Linked DNA regions of Pan troglodytes: region 2 is linked to region 1. The links are chromatin contacts, called in public capture Hi-C maps. All regions are on one chromosome and are shown on one strand. The core of a region is the stretch at or near the end of the contact, and the rest is flanking DNA. Distances in the headings are between cores, read along the strand shown. Region 1 has its middle 89 kb from the start of ZDHHC7. Region 2 overlaps ZDHHC7 (zinc finger DHHC-type palmitoyltransferase 7).

The links. Capture Hi-C pulls out chosen DNA fragments and counts their contacts.
Region 2: a contact with region 1 is called in a capture Hi-C map of stem cell-derived neural stem cells, with 2.5 times the contacts expected there. The contact joins two enhancer-like sites. A contact is called at or near these places in 2 of 7 Hi-C or Micro-C datasets (induced pluripotent stem cells and stem cell-derived neural progenitor cells) and 1 of 1 other capture datasets (stem cell-derived neural stem cells).

What each region holds. Positions count from the first base shown.
Region 1 is chr18:83,091,175-83,094,557 of NHGRI_mPanTro3-v2.0_pri, forward strand. No RefSeq gene overlaps it. Among named protein-coding and RNA genes, the nearest start is that of ZDHHC7, 89 kb to the right of the region's middle. Within about 2 kb of position 1,372, at least 9 of the 24 cell types and tissues checked have an H3K27ac peak or open chromatin away from gene starts, as enhancers often do. A contact at or near this core is called in stem cell-derived neural stem cells, where this site is marked.
Region 2 is chr18:83,154,826-83,158,018 of NHGRI_mPanTro3-v2.0_pri, forward strand. All of the region lies in intron 4 of ZDHHC7 (zinc finger DHHC-type palmitoyltransferase 7), which reads right to left. Among named protein-coding and RNA genes, the nearest start is that of ZDHHC7, 26 kb to the right of the region's middle. Within about 2 kb of position 1,811, at least 3 of the 24 cell types and tissues checked have an H3K27ac peak or open chromatin away from gene starts, as enhancers often do. A contact at or near this core is called in stem cell-derived neural stem cells, where this site is marked.

The sequences.
Region 1 (3,383 bases), core at 122-2,621:
CTATTAAAAGACAGGGCCACCAGGCACAGTGGCTCACTCTTGTAATCCCAAAACTTTGGAAGGCCAAGGCCAGAGCATTACTTGAGTCCAGGAACTGGAGACCAGCCTGGGCAACAAGGCAAAACCCCATCTCTCAAAAGAATACAAAAATTAGCCAGGCATGGTGGCGTGCACCTGTGGTCCCAGCTACTTGTGAGGCTGAGTTGGGAGGATCCTTGAGCCCAGGAAATTGAGGCTGCAGTGAGCCAAGATCACACCACTGCACTCCAGCCTGGGTGCCAAGATCACACCACTGCACTCCAGCCTGGGTGACAGAACGAAAGCTTGTCTCATAAAGAAATAAATAAAGAGGCAGGACCAGGACTTGAATCCAAATCTGTGTCACTTCAGAGGCCCCGTGTGCCCTTTCATCCAAACCAGTGGGTCTCCCGCCAGCTGCCCACGAGTCCCTGGAAACGTCTAAGCATCTGCGCCCCACCTTCAGGGACTCGGCTACAATCTAAGCTGAGTGCCCATGCGTGGAGGACCCAGCTCTTCTGCCTCAACTAAATCAATAGTACCAGTAGAAGTAGTCGTAGTAATAATAGTAATTGTAGTGATAACAATGGCAGTCGTGACAGTAACCGTAGTAGTGGGGGTAGTAGTAGTAATAGTGCTATGAGTGGAAGCAGTTGGATTTTGTTGGGGGTTGCCTGGTTTTGGAAGCTGCCTCTCGCTGCCCTACACCAGGGGTTCTCCTGCACCGGCCTGGATCGAATCCCTTGATGGGCTCGTGAAAATACAGATTGCCAGGCCCAGCCCCAGAGCATCTGACTCAGGAGTTCTGGGGTGGGGCCTGAGAACCTGCATTCTAACAAGCCCCAGGGGATGCTGATTGGGCTGACCCAGGAACCCCGCTTTGTGAGCCGCTGCTCTGGGCCAGTCCTTCCTCCCTGTTGGAAACTCTGTCATGTACACAAGCGCATGTTCATTCAACCCTCACTCAGCACTCAGCACGGGCCAAGCGCTGTGCTAAGCACAGAGGGTGACAAGGCAAAACAGACAAGTCCTTGCCCCTGGAGAGCTTCAGTCCCATCGTCTGCTCTTCTGGCTTTGACAGCAGGGACCCTCTGGGGCTGAGAGGGGTCTTGGGGAGTAGATAAGATGCCTGTTGGCGGGAGAGGACCTGCCTGCCCTGGGAAAGGCTCAGTTTGTTCTTGGCCCTTCAGCTAATCCATTGTCCAAACCTCCCCTCTAAACCAGTTACATAAGTGTTCCCTGAGGTCCGGAAACTTCCAGATGGCCCCGCGGCCCACCCCACCAGCTGGTCCTGGGATGTCAGCTCCGGTCGCTTCCCGGGCCCTGGAATTCCCAGAGCAGCCAGACACAAAGCAGCTGTCTAAACGTCAGGAAGGCCAGGCACACTGAGTGTGAGACGGGCTGACAATAGCCCGTGTGTACTCCTGGCCCCTCTCCAACAGCAGCTGGGCCCAGAGGGCGGTAGGGGCACCAGTGCCAACAAGGACGGAGCAGGGTCCCCATGACCCCAAACATCTGGGCCCCCAGCACACACCAGCTGTCCATCAGCCCCAGAGGGAGGTGCGCCAGCAACCTCCCCCTTAGCCAGAACAGTGCACCCTGTCCCTGCCTTTCTGCTTGGACACATTCCTCGTCCCTTCTGGTTGACAAACCTCCCCCCACCTGCTCCCAAGCCATCCTCAGCATATCAGGGAACCACCAGGGGCATCAGAATCACTCAGAAATTGTGTCTAGAATGCCCATTCCTGGGCCCCATCCACAGTCTAATCCCATAGGTCTGAAAGCCGGCCCAGGAGTCTTTAGTTTTACAAAGTCCCAGGCAACTTTGATGCAGGAGTTCCTCAGGCCATACTTTGAGAAACACTGACACATTATATGACATATGATCTATATGCAAGGGAGAATATTTTATATCTATATATGGTTGTCCATAGCTACCGCCTGTCTACTTACCTATAGACAGATGATGGATAATAGATGCCGACGTATCCCAGGACACCCAAGTCTCCACCTCACCTTCACATGGCTTTCTCCCCTTGTTTCCTAGAAGGACACCTGTCACTGAATGTGGGGCCCACCCTAGTCAAGAATGATCCCACCTCTTGGATCACAAGGTCAGGAGATCAAGACCATCCTGGCTAACATGGTGAAACCCCATCTCTACTAAAAATACAAAAAAAAATTAGCCAGGCCTGGTGGCACGCGCCTGTAGTTCTAGCTACTCGGGAGGCTGAGGCAGGAGAATGGCGTGAACCTGGGAGGCGGAGCTTGCAGTGAGCCAAGTTTGTGTCACCGCACTCCAGGCTGGGCGACAGAGCGAGACTCCGTCTCAAAACAAAAAAGAAAAAAAAAAAAAAAAGAATGATCCCACCTCAAAATCCTTAACTTCTTAACACCTGCAAAGACCCTTTCCCCAGATGAGGTCCCAATCATAATTCTTTGAGGTTAGTATGTGGACGGATCTTTTTGAAGATTCAAACTAGTACAATGGTATGTTATAAACTAATAGTTTATATTAGTTTAATGTAAACTATTCTAAAGAATATAGATATTCTCCTTGAAAATTGGATCTCGCCAGGCATGCTGGCTCATGTCTGCAATCCCAGCACTCAGGGAGGCAGAGGCAGAAGGGTCACTTGAGCCCAGGAGTTCAAGACCACCCTGGACAACATACGGAGACCCCATCTCTGCAAAAATAACGGGGGGGAAAAACAAGTTTGAAAATTGGACTTCAAGCAAAAAACACAGGAAAGACATTTGAGTTCAAGTCCCCCAGAGGACAGAGCCTCAGGCTGCCTCTGGGCCCCTCTTCAAAGTGGGCGGGCTTTGCACTACAGCCAAGCAGAGCAGCCAATCAAATGGTTAGATTTTTCTTAAAGGTCACAAACCTTCCGTTATGGTCTGCTTGTAAGCCCCGTGCATGCTTCACGCCCTTGCGATTTCTCTCCTTCCATCCCCGGCCTCTCCACCCCACTCCTTTCCTGGCCCCTGCTAACTGGCTGACCTTGGGCCTCTTCCCTTCTGCCCGGGCTCCCTCTACCCTGCAGTCATCCCATCCCTTGCCTTACACGCCATCTGCATGTGTGCCCCCTGCCCCACGCCACGTCTTCAGCTCTTGCCTCTCTGAGGCCCAGGTCCATAGAGCCCACTGGCCAATGGCCATCTCCACGCCTTGGCTGATGCCTCTTAGCCTGTCTGGGCTTCCATTGCCTGGCATGTAAAGTAATGATGACTTTGGAGGGCCGCTGTGCACGTGCAGGAGGCTACAGCAAAGACGCTCAGCACGTGGTAAGCGCTGAAGGTCTGAGCATGGTGTCTTCTAAAGCAGCATGCAAGCAGCACGGCCGCTCCCCTCGAGGTGGAGG
Region 2 (3,193 bases), core at 561-3,060, 64 kb after region 1:
GTTACACATCTCCTCAGAGGAAATGGGCCAGATTTTAAAACTCCAAACACCGTAATTTTATGAGCCATGCATGCACTTTTCCACAGCAGCAGCAAATATGATACGATGTGGCACGATACACTTCTGGAAAGCGGCTACCCCAACGCTACCCCAGTTTTTGGTCACTTATGACCAAGGAAAGGCATTTCGAAGGGGAAACCAAGTACACATTGGGTGATCCTCAGGGACCTGAGACTATGTGGGATTTCAGGCACTTGCTGGGTCCAGGGATTCCTTTTTGCTGCTCAGAACCCTGGGCAGACAATCAATGAAACTCTTCACGGGCATGGTGTCCTGGGGGTTTCAAGGAGGGGTTCCTTCCACCTGAGGCCCCGAGTCTATCACCTACATTTTCATCCTGAGCCTTTCGAGATGTGGTTTGGCAGAAACAGAGACCATATGCAGAGGGGGTGTGCACGGCTGCACCATCTCAAAGGGCCTCGCCAGGATGTGCCCACGATGACAGCGGCAGGGGCTGGAGCACCGTTTCCTCTGCACCCATGGGGCATTCTTCTTCCCACCAGAACAAACCTTCCAAGTAATTGAGCACATTCCTCAGTTCCCATTTTAACCATTTTCGGGACGTTTTTTTCTAAAACACTTCTTGAATGTTTCCCACTCATCTTCTTGTGGGACTGACCATAGGCTCCAGGCCATGGGATGCCTTCAGGCTCCTCCCTCCCACCCAAACACCCGGCGGCCTCCCTTCAGAGGTGCTCCCTGATTGGCTGTTCCCTCTTCTGGTGCCCCTGCCCACATCCCACTTCCAGTCTGCCCTGATGAGACAAAGCAGCCAGCCAGGCCCAGGCAAGGCGCTCTGTGCCACCTCGCCCTTCCAGGGCAGTTAGGCTTCGCAGAGCATGCTTCCGGTCCTCTCTCCCCTGCTCTCCACCCCAGCTCCCTGTCATGCATTCTGGATCCCCAGGGCCTAACTAAGCGGCAGGTAAGAATGGGGCCGGGCCTGTGGATCTGCCTCCTAATTTATGGAAAATGCTGGGGACGAGGAGCACAGCAAAACCCAGTACAGGGATGTAAACTGCAAACAAAGAACTGTGTTTCTTCAACTTAAACCCCAAGGGAAAAAAAGACATTGCAGGGACCACAGAGATTAATTAAAAGAGATGTCAGAGACACATAAACCAATCACACTGTATGGATCCTTATTTGGATCCTGATTCAAGGGAAAAAAATTATAAAAGAATTGAGACAGGCCAGGCACGGTGACTCACACTTGTAATCCTAGAACTTTGGGAGGCCGAGGCAGGCGGATCACTTGAGGTCAAGAGTTCAAGACCAGCCTGGCCAATATGATGAAACCCCATCTCTACTAAAAATACAAAAACTAGCCGGGCATGGTGGCACATGCCTGTAATCCCAGCTACTCAGAAGGCTGAGGTGACAGAATCGCTTGAACCCAAGAGGCGACCGTTTCTATGAGCCGAGATCCTGCCATTGCACTCCAGCCTGGGCAACAGAGTGAGACTGTCTCAAAAAAAAAAAAAAAAGAATTGAGACAATTGAGGAAATTTGAGCTCTAACAGGATAGGTGGTATAAATACATTGCTTTACATGAGCTACCGGTATTGAGGTTATGTTTTTACAAAGAGCCCTTTTAAAAGATACACACGTTTACAAATGAAACAAAAGAATGAGTGAGATTTAGGCAGGTTATCTGGGGGAGGGGAACGGCGTGGGCGAGGCCACCACATGATGTGGTGACAAGCTCAAGGTGGAGTGCTCTTTTCTTCCTACCGTGCACATTTGGAATTTCCCGTAAGAACTGAAATTTTCGAGGCCGGGGCTCTGAAGATAGACAATCTGGTTCAAATCCCAGCCTGGCCTCTTACTGGCACAGCAAGGCCTCGTGTTCTCACACGGATGCTACACCTACGTCCCAGCACTGCTGTGACGGTGGGAGGAAAGCACGCTTTTGGCAGAGCTCCTGGACAGCAGCCGCGGCCCCATGAAGGGTACCTCCGGAAGGCACTCGCACGGCTGCCGAGAAGGCTCGTGGGCATCCACGGGGCTGGCATTGAAGACACAGGCTCTAACAAGTAAAGGGATGCAGGGCCCAGGGCCGTGGGTGGCCTTCCTCCCTCCCAGCCCTCTCACGATCCCAAAGTGAAGCTTGGGATCAAAGTTGCATCCTTCCACAGCAGGGTTCATTGCTCTATCAGTAGGCCTCTGACCCCATCTTCCCCTCCACTCCTCACTCAAAGCACCAATGACTTTCCTCAAGTGACAATACAAATCCCAATTTGTATTGTCCAGGGCAATCCCAGCGAGGACTGCCCAGTCCTATTGGTTTAGAAAAATGACATGAAGTCCCACTGGGGTATCTGCCCCAACCCCTGAACTGTTCAGTTCAGAGGTGATGTGATGGTTCTAGTTCAGCCTGGACTGGACCCTGGTAGGGTAAAGACATGATCTGTGGAGAGAAGAAATCAACTCCCCACTGGGAGAACAGAGGTGACACCTGACCCTGCTGGGCCATGCCCACTCTCCCCTTCAGAAAAGTAGACCTGGACATCAGTGACTGCCACTCCACCTGCTCTGGGGACTGCCCTTCTTCCCTGGGCAGCAGGAAAGCCAGGACTCAGAGAGACAGACAAAGCCTGAGGACAGCTGCCAGCCTCTCCCCTCTGTCCACCTTCCACTCCACAGCCTGCCAGCAGCCAGAAGCATCCTTGCCCTGGGGCTCTGCATACTCCCCCTTCCTCAGTTTCATTTACAGTGACTCCTGGTGGTTTCTGTCACTTGTCACCAGAGGACTCAAGCAGACATGCCTCCAAAGAAGACACACAAATGGCCAACAAGCACATGAAATGATGCTCAACATCGTTGGTCATTAGGGAGATACACAGCAAAGACAGTGAGATACAGCGTCACAAAAGAACGGCAATAATGTGTTGAAGATGTGGACACACTGCAGGTGGGAATGTAAAATGGTGTGGATGCTTCGATGTTTTGGGGTTTTTTTTTTTTTTTTCATCATTCCCTTCCCCACAAGATTTTTTTTCCTTTTTCTTTTTTTTCCCCCAGTGGGGACACTTCAGAGAATACTTGGCAGTTCCACAAAAGGTTAAACACAGAGTCACCATATGTCCCAGCAACTCCACTCCTAGGTATATACCCAAGAGGAATGAAACACCCA